Regions from separate parts of the Sus scrofa genome. Here all the other regions are linked to region 3. Evidence: chromatin contacts called from public Hi-C data. All regions are on one chromosome and are shown on one strand. The core of a region is the stretch at or near the end of the contact, and the rest is flanking DNA. Distances in the headings are between cores, read along the strand shown.

Region 1 (2,950 bases), core at 278-2,777, 420 kb after region 3:
AAGGCAAGGACAGGAGAGGAGAGGAAAGGAAAGAAGGGCAAAGAAGGGGGAGAGGGGAGGAAAGGAAAGGAAAAGAGAAAAGAAAAGGAAAGAAAAAAGAAATGGAGTTCCCATCATGGCGCAGCGGAAATGAACCTGACTAGGAACCATGAGGTTGCAGGTTCGATCCCTGGCCTTGCTCAGTGGGTTAAGGATCCGGCGTTGCCGTGAGCTGTGGTATAAGTCACAGACACGGCTCGGATTCCGCGTTGCTGTGGCTCTGATGTAGGCTGGCGGCTACAGCTCTGATTCGACCCCTAGCCTGGGAACCTCCATATGCTGCAGGTGCGGCCCTAAAAAAGACAAAAAAAACAAAAAAGAAAAGAAAAGAAAGGCTGCAGATGGGCTGAAGTTTAGTCTCAGCTCTGCCACTTCCTAGCTACGGGAAGGCTAGGTCTTCAGAAAGTTACTTAATGTATCTTTGCCTAAGTTTTCTCATCTGGGAAGCAAAGATTGTAATAATAACTATCCCATAGAGATGCTGTGAAAATAAAGGAGGATTTATGCACAGAGCTAAGCCCAACACCTGGCATACAGTAGTCATGCAAGGCCACTACCACCTCCCCACTGCTATTGCTACTACTAATAGTAAAACAACAATAATAACAATACTGGTCGTTACTATTACTATATATGAAAATATTTCCTCTTTGATAAGGCACTCTATAAACAATCCAATTTATAGAATTTTCTCAATTCCCTCCCATCTCTTCCCTTTTAATCATTTGGTGACAGGATATAATTGCAAACATTTAAAGAATTGTCTATAGCCCTGGGTTTCATTCATTCGCTTGATCAACAAAGATTTACTGAACACCTGCCCTGTGTCAGGCATTCTGTAGGATGCTGAGGATGTGGTGGTGACTATAACATGTGCAATCTAATTGGTGAGACAGACATCAAATAAAAATTCATAAACATGAAAGCATAATGAAAACCGTAGTCAATTATAAACTCTTAAAAGGGGTTTTCTCCTTTTAAGAACATTAAAGCTTTTAAAAAGTCCAGTCATTTTCAGACATCTGTAAAAGTCGCTCCAAAACTCTGAAACAACTTGAAACTCTTTGCCTGCTTTTGCATTAAGGGCATTTGGAAAATTAATTCCTGTACCTTGTTAGGAATGTATTTCTTTGTATGAGGACTATATTTCCTGCAACTGAAAATTAATGTAAGATGTTGGCTGCCCTGGAATGGAACAACCAACTGTATGAAATCATTTTGTGGTTTGATACTTCATTATTAGCCGGAGGAGTCCCCACCCCCTCTCCTGCCCCCCCCCCCAACCTTATGCCACTGCAAATAGCAATTAGTTCAAGTAAAAAAAGATTACAGCCAGGTGCACTGTTTGAAGTTCGGGGGCTTTTTTTCTCCTTTAGTGGTGGTGGGGGTGGGAGTGCAGGGGGTGGCAGGGAGGAGAAACCTCTTTTGTTAAGCAGTTGCAGTCTGTGGGCATCAGGGTAATTCAACAGGCATCTGTGGAATCTTGGGGCATTGGGACCTTTTGTGTTTAACCATCAAGCTCTAACCTCAAGGGCGTTTGCTGTGGGTTGAAATGGAGTTGTGAGGCTTATTCACTGATGTGCAAAATGACATGATCCTCTTAAGGTGAGATGAGTTTCATTACATGAAAGGCAAGGACACCGTTGAGCTTAGTGTCTCATAAAGGAATCCAAGAGATACTGATTCGAAATTGAATTGGCTTTTTACAAATACTTAAGAACTCCAGATAAAGTTGATTTGCATGACGGCTCTTTTACATCCCTGAAAAACAGATAAACAAGTACCTGTAACCTTCTTACTGAGTTTGGTTTGGTTTTGAGAGTTCTTTAGAATTCTTGGTATAAAAATGTATATAAGTTTGAAAATTGGAACTGAATTAAAAGAAATATATTGAGAGCGATATGACGGAGGTTTTCTCTGTTGATCTAAAATCTCTCCAGGGTATTATTTATTACATTGGTTCCCCCAACCTCCCCCAGCAGGAAAGAGTGGCCCCCAGTCTTGAATCCTGAACACAAATGAAAAGTCCTCAGTGGCCTCCTACTGGCTGTGCTCAGAGCTAACCCTGGGAGCCTCGGTCTTCTCCCAAAATAATGGAAATGTCAGCAGTCCTGCCTTGGTCTCACAGCATCTCAAGGACAAGACAGGACAGAGGAAATGCTGGCATTTCTCTAAAGCACAACACCTGTTACACAGATGCCAGAGAGCAGCAGCACGTCCACTCTGGTTGGGAGGATACCAGTTAGGCCTCCTTTGGGCTAAAATCTTCAGGGACAAGGTTTTCCTGGTTTCTGGTCCAACCATAAATCCTGATCACATTAAAAATGCTTACAAGAAGATAGAAAGAATGACGTAGGGAGTTCCCATTGTGGCTCAGTGGGTTAAGGACCCGATGTGGTTTCCATGATGATGCCGGTTTGACCCCTGGCCTCACTCAGTGGGTTAAGGATCTGGCGTGGCTGCAAGCTGTGGCAACAGGCTGCATATGCAGCTGGATCTGGTGTTGCTGTGGCTGTGAGACACTGCAGCTGCAGCTCCATTTTCAACCCCTGGCTCAGGAACTTCCATATGCTGTATGTAGGTGTGTGAAAAGGTAAAAAGGCAGAAGAAGAAAAAAAAAGAATGACCTAAAGAAATCTTTACAAAGGATAAAGTCCATAACTCCCAAGTGGATGGAAAAGCATGAATTCATTCAAAACAGAGGATCACCCTCATTTTATATAACAGGAGCCAGACAGTCCATGGGTTCGACCCCAACGATGCCACCTCCATTCATGATAATAATACCTAACTCACAGGGATATTGCGAAGGTTAACTGAAATAATCTCTGTAAAACACCTAACTCCTTCATAATAGGTTTAGCTGCCGATGAGAGAAAATCCAAAATGAGAGCATCTTAAGTGCCCAAGA
Region 2 (3,218 bases), core at 63-2,562, 320 kb after region 3:
CCCCTCTTTCAGTGGTAGCCAGACTCTGGCGGGAGGCTGCGGGTGACCCTGGGCAGGAAGGGTTTCCTCTTCTCTGTACTGGGCTGAGTGTCCCCTCCCCCAAATTCATGTCCACCTGAAACCTCAGGATGGGACTTTATTGGAAGTGAGATCTTTGCAGATGGAGTTAGGATGAGGGTCTCCTGGACAAGGGTGGGCCCTAAAGCCAGTGACCGGCGTCTGTGTGAGGGAAAAGAGAGGGAGACAGACACACAGACACACGGAGGGAAGACAGCCGTGTGGCCGAGGCAGGATCGGAGGCACGCGGCTACAGTGCAAAGAACCCCAAGGCTGGCTGCTGGCGCCCAGGGAAGCTGGGAGAGGGGCCCGGGAGAGACAGGCTCTTCCCCAGAGCCTCCATCCAGAAGGAACGAACCCCGTGCACATCTTGATTCCTGACCTCTGGCCTCCAGAAGTGTGAGAGCACAGATTTCTGTTGCTGAAGCCCCTCGTTTGTGGCACAGCAGCCCAGCAGTCAAATCCTCTCTCCCCAGAGGTGGCCAACTTCAGCTTGGCGCCAGTTCGCCATCCTGGGCGCACAGCGCCTGGCTTCCTTTCCCCAGGGAGGAGGTCTTATTTCCACCCCCGACCCAGAGCAATGGATTGCTGTCTGGGCCTGTGGACCAGAAGCTTGCCTCGGCTCCCCCAGCACCTTCAGGCTTGGCTTTCTGAGGAGAAGGACCTGGAAAGCCATGAGGCTTTGTGCCTGTCCCCTCCTGCCTGCCTGTGCCACCACTGGGGCTCTCTAGCCTCTGGCGTGTCATTCGTCTTTCCCACGAACACGCAGGGGAGGCCCGCGGAGGGACAGGCCTCGTGAGCGGGGCCGCCTCCCACCGCACCTGGCCGCCCAGCCCCTCCGAAGGCCACGCTGGCCTTTGAGAATGGGGAGCGTCCGAGCGGATCTCCTCGCCCACCGGCCCCTGGAACAGCGGCTCCCTCGCTCCCATCCTCCTGCGGAGGTGAGAGGGCTGTGCCACCTGCCGCTTCGGGAGTGTGCGGCTCCTTGGAATGCAGTTTCCTAAGTAGCTTTGCAACTTCCGCTCTCTTGACAGTCTCGGGAAAAGTGATGCTTTCATAAATTAGCCAGCATTTTTCGTCCCCGTTAGGGTGGGACCTGTGTTCTCTCGGGGTTTGCAACATTTTAAGCATAAGTGGAATTCCTTAACGAAAATTTATTCTAAATATAACTTAGTACAATTTCTCAGGGGCCTGGATTTGACTCCAGGCTCTAAAGCTCCCTAGCTCTGGGACCTCTGGCAAGTGGCCTAACCCCGCTGAGACTCGGATTCTTCCTGTTAGAATGAAAGGGTGATGAAATGAACTCCCCAGTCTCATTCAGCTCTCAGACCCATTCTTTTAAAAGAAGATACTGGAGCTGTCTTACAGACTGGAATATTCTTTTGCCTCGTTTTAATGTCAAATTTTCGGGGTACCTTGTCTTGATTGGATAACAACTGTTTGTTTTTCCAACAGGGGGCTGGGAGGGTGGGTGGGTGAGGAGGCTCCCTCTGCAGGTCCCAGGCTTTGATGTGCTTCTGGTCACACCTAAGGTGTAGCCTTTGAAGCTGACACAGTGAGCCTTGCTTACTTCTTAAACTTACCACAGTCATTAAGAAACTTATTTTAAACCTATTTGCATTCTATTTGTGGCATTTAGGGAAAGGCGGCCTGGTGCCTGGTAAGGTGAAATCTATCAATAGAGAATTTTCCCTTTTCTGCTATTCCTGAGACACTCCCGCCCTTGAAGGGGCCCCCTCAGTGTCAGGGCCCTGGCACGAATGTTGGAAAGGGGCAGACAGCTTCCCCAAGCCAATGCCATGCACCTCCTTTCTCTGGCTTGAATATTTTTAAAAACGGTTTCCATCTCAGGGGCATATGCCAAACCCTGGTTCCTCCCTAAAATAAAGTAGCTCCGTGAGCTGCGCTGTTTACGGAATGGCTGCAGCCTTTTGGCTGACTGCGGTTTTCTGTGATGGATGTTACTTGGGATAAGAATATCTTTTTTTTTTTTTTTAAGGGCCACACCCACGGCATATGGAGGTTCCCAGGCTAGGGGTCTAATCGGAGCTATAGCTGCCGGTCTACGCCATAGCCACAGCAATGCAGGATCCGAGCCACATCTGCAGCGTACACCACAGCTCAGTATATTGCTGGATCCTTAACCCACTTACCAAGGCCAGACATCAAATCTGCGTCCTCATGGATGCCAGTCAGATTTGTTAATCACTGAGCCATGATGGGAACTCCAAGATAAGAATATTCTCTTTCAGTGTTTTTGTGAGGCAGAGATGAGAAAAATCATGTAAGAGGGTTTGCCAGGGTTTGTTGTTGTTGTTTTCAGTTATGTCACTAAAAGATATGTTAAGTTGGGACAATTATTTTATATATGTGTTCATTTGTTCATCATATAATCCACATTCGCTGGGTAGCTAGGATATATGCCAGATACTACGCTGGGTGCTCGGGACACAGCAGTGAGCAACACGGATGAGGGCTTTGCCTCCATGAGGCTTGTAGCACAGCTGGGAAGAAATGAGATAGATATTTACATAAAACGGTGTTTTAAATTTTACTTGGGATAAGTACTAGTAAGAGAGGTAGAGGGTGTTGCCATTGCTGACTACAAGGGTGCAAAATCAAATCTGGAGGATTAGAAAGGCATCCGTGGTAAAGCGACACTTGGCTTAGATCTGAAGTAAAGTAGGTATTGAGGAGACAGTGAGAGGGGAGGCGAGCATAATCCAGTTAGAGGAAGCAGCATGTGCAAAGGCTCCACGGTAGGAAGGAGTTTGGAGAAACCAACGCGTGCAAGAGGAAAGACTATGCACACACACTCATGTTTCGGAAGTTTCCCTCAGTGAGATGCATAGTTTCTCTAAATAACTATTAGAAAGCTGACCAGGAGCTCCTGTTGTGGCACAGTGGAAACGAATCCAACTAGGAAACATGAGGTTGCCGGTTCGATTAGTTGGGTTAAGGATCCGGCATTGCTGTGAGCTGTGGTGTAGGCCAGTGGCTACAGCTCCGATTAGACCCCTAGCCTGGGAACCTCCATGTGCCAAGGGTGCGGCCCCAAAAAGAAAAAAAAAAAAAAAAAAAAAGCTGACCAGGTGGCAAGTCCCATTCATGGGCACAGTGCTTCTGTTCAGTGTCATGGGACTTCATTCTTAAATAGGCAC
Region 3 (2,926 bases), core at 158-2,657:
AGGGTTTTGTTAATAGGCATCTTTTGTTAATAGAAGCTTAGAGAGTCCTAAAGGCCTTGTCCTTCCCACGTCCAGCTAGTTCAGAAGGGCAAGCACTGACCCCTGAAGCAGCTCAGTCCAGTGCTGAATGCTTAGGCATTAACATAAGTAGCAGTCGCCCATAATTGTGTATCTGTGTTTTATGTCACACAGTAGGTAAAACACATTTCTTATCTCACTTAATCCTGGTGATTATCCTGGGGAGGAAGAACAGTGATCGCTGCTTTGCTGATCATTCACTGCAGCTAAGAAGGTTTTATTAATTTGTAGGTAGTTGTTGGGGCCAGGATTCAGACTCACATCCGTCTGTCTCTAACATCTCTTCTTGGTCCGCTAAATCACATTCTCTTTGCCATAGTGATAGAGCTGGCATCCCATAATGTCCAAGGCTACAGCTGTACATACTTGTGCTGTGTATATAATACTGATGGTAAAGAAACTGGGTTTTAGAGGCAGATTATCTGAGCTCAGATCCTGGCCAGACCACTGGCTAACGGTCTGACAGAGGGACAACTGCCGAAGGCCTCAGTTTCCCATTATTAACAGAGATGGTGCTGTTAACACCTACTTCACAGAGTTGTGTGACCTTTAACACAGTCACTACACCTGCAGTATGGAGAACGGTGCCCACCACACCAGAAAGTGTTCAGTACATATTACTGGAAAATTGACAGTAAGGCAGGAAATTGAAAATATGAGTCTTGTGAAATGAGCCCACCTGCGGATGGCCAGAAAAAGATGTGTTTAGAATTTTGAGTCTGAGGCTCTTCAGGTTGTGTGTGTCCTCTAGATACTCACAGTTCCCATCCCCCACTCACTCCTGCATCTCCATCCACTTAGGATTCTTGTCTGGCTTTCAAAGGCATTTGGGATTTTGATCCTTCTAGGGTAGGAGATGAAATAATAGAAATGGTCACCCTGAGAAATAGAAACTTGGGGCTCTTTGGAGATCCCTTTTAAAGCTTGTGACTTCACAGCTTTTTATATCAGAGAAGATCTTTGGGTTCTCTCTGCGTGCAATATGGTTTTTCCTGCCAAGAACAGGGGCTCTGCTAGCCAAGAACCAGGGCCAGCTCCACCTTACCTCCTTCCACAGATGTCTCCCTTCCTCTCGTCCTTCCCAGGGAGGAATCAGGCCCCTTGAGGTCAAAATGGGTGCAAGAGAGAGTGAGTGAGACTTTCAGAGAGAGAGACACAGCCTAGAGCCCCAAATCCCCGAGGAAGTGTCAGAGCCTTAAAAACTGGATGCAGACCCAAGAGCCAATTTCCTTTCAATGCCACTAGAGGGCAGTGTAGTGCAAAGGACGGAGAGGAGATTAGTTCCGGAGCCGCAGGTTCTAGTCCACTCTGCTAGCGGTGATCTGCAAAATAAGCTTGGCGCATTTTCCTGATAGCCCCCTCCAGTTCTAAGGTTCTGAGATCCTGTCAGGAGAGGATCGGGATGAACTAGCCAAGAACTCCAAGTAGGTCTATGTAAGAAACCAGATGTGGGGGAGCGGTGGGGGATGGCGAGAATGGGGTGGTGGTGTAGGCAGCTGAGAGGTTTCTTTTGTGATGGCCCAAACCTTTCTAAGGTTTGAATCCTGCAGGGGGTAAAAAGCCTTAAAGTGTCTCTTTTAGGGTCATGTGCTCGCATTTGGGCAGCATGTCAAACCACCCCAAATAGTTTGGCATTATAGCCTGCTCCTACCCTTGCTGGGGGCAGTTGCTTAATCCAGGGGAAGTATTCAAAATTACCACACATACCACGCACTGGTGGCTTACCCATCCTTGCATTGTGTCATAGCAGAGCCTATTTTTTTCTTGGTGGAAATCCTTCCAGAAATGGCTTGATGGAGAGCCTGTGGTGGCCACGGGGTACCCCTTGGCAGAGATTAAAAAGTGAAGTCAGCAGGCAAAACCCTTTCTGGCTCAGGAGCTCCACTGAACAGGGTGCCTTGCTATGCTTTAGAAACCCCATCAAAGTTCTGGGGGCCCCTGCTGATTTGGGGCAGAGTCTTTTTCCATTGAAGTCACTTGTTAGGGTGTCCTGAAGTCAGAGACAGTGAGGTTGTATCTTAAGAGAGCACTAAGGGTCAGGCTTGTCATTAGAAGATGGATGGGCATTTTCAGTGGTTTGGTGTCTATGCATCTCCATAGGCCTCTAATTCTGCCAGACTCACCCAAAAGCCAGCTGCAAAGGTATAAACTTTGGACCTGTGAGCCTTGTTCAGGAGCCTCCTAGTGAGCTTCCAATTTCCCAGCCTGTTCCTGCATCCGTTGGCTGTGGACCTCTTGCCTCACTTCCTGTTACTACCCTTGGACTTCTTAGAGCTAGTGGGGGCAGGATGGCCTAGTGGCTAGGAACACTGGCTCTGGAGCTTGACCATCTGGGTGTGTGACTCCAGGCAAGTTACCTAAACTTCTTATTGCCTCATTTCCTCACCTGTAAGATGGAGGTGATTATAATAGTACCTGCCTTACACAGTGTTTGTGAGGATGAAAGTGCTTAGCCCAGGGTGGGTAGACACCTGATAAAGATTTGCTGAATATATACACTCAGGTCTACATTGCAGAGACTAGTACATGTAGAGAGGAAAAAATCCCAGAAGAAAACACTTAAAAAAAAATCATTACCTCTACTTCCACGTCTGGCTGAGGTGGATACAGGGACTAAATATACCCACCTGTCTGAAATTACTAAGTGCTAATATACAACAAGTGCTGATTAAATGTTTGGTGATATTGTTGTTTTCATGCCTTAACTCGCTTATTCCTCACAAGTGTGTGACGGGCTTGGTCATGGGCAGTCCTCTCTCCTTGTTCTATCTTCTCTTCCTGGGTGATGCCATCTGCTCCTGGGCTCAGCATGCCACCTCCATAGGCTGAGGACACCAAGATTTCTTCT

The links. A called contact is a pair of places that touch in the nucleus more often than the background predicts.
Region 1: a contact with region 3 is called in a Hi-C map of embryonic fibroblasts, with 2.7 times the contacts expected there. The contact joins two enhancer-like sites. A contact is called at or near these places in 3 of 47 Hi-C or Micro-C datasets (embryonic fibroblasts, fibroblasts and subcutaneous adipose tissue).
Region 2: a Hi-C map of embryonic fibroblasts shows a contact between it and region 3, with 4 times the contacts expected there. The contact joins two enhancer-like sites. A contact is called at or near these places in 2 of 47 Hi-C or Micro-C datasets (embryonic fibroblasts and fibroblasts).

Annotation. Positions count from the first base shown.
Region 1 is chr5:14,455,109-14,458,058 of Sscrofa11.1, forward strand. All of the region lies in intron 2 of LOC102160723 (a long non-coding RNA gene), which reads right to left. Among named protein-coding and RNA genes, the nearest start is that of C5H12orf75, 300 kb to the right of the region's middle. Within about 2 kb of position 1,528, at least 5 of the 83 cell types and tissues checked have an H3K27ac peak or open chromatin away from gene starts, as enhancers often do. A contact at or near this core is called in embryonic fibroblasts, where this site is marked.
Region 2 is chr5:14,358,874-14,362,091 of Sscrofa11.1, forward strand. The region is part of intron 2 of LOC106507478 (a long non-coding RNA gene); the gene reads right to left. Among named protein-coding and RNA genes, the nearest start is that of NUAK1, 270 kb to the left of the region's middle. Within about 2 kb of position 1,313, at least 8 of the 83 cell types and tissues checked have an H3K27ac peak or open chromatin away from gene starts, as enhancers often do. A contact at or near this core is called in embryonic fibroblasts, where this site is marked.
Region 3 is chr5:14,039,329-14,042,254 of Sscrofa11.1, forward strand. No RefSeq gene overlaps it. Among named protein-coding and RNA genes, the nearest start is that of CKAP4, 20 kb to the left of the region's middle. Within about 2 kb of position 1,408, at least 4 of the 83 cell types and tissues checked have an H3K27ac peak or open chromatin away from gene starts, as enhancers often do. A contact at or near this core is called in embryonic fibroblasts, where this site is marked.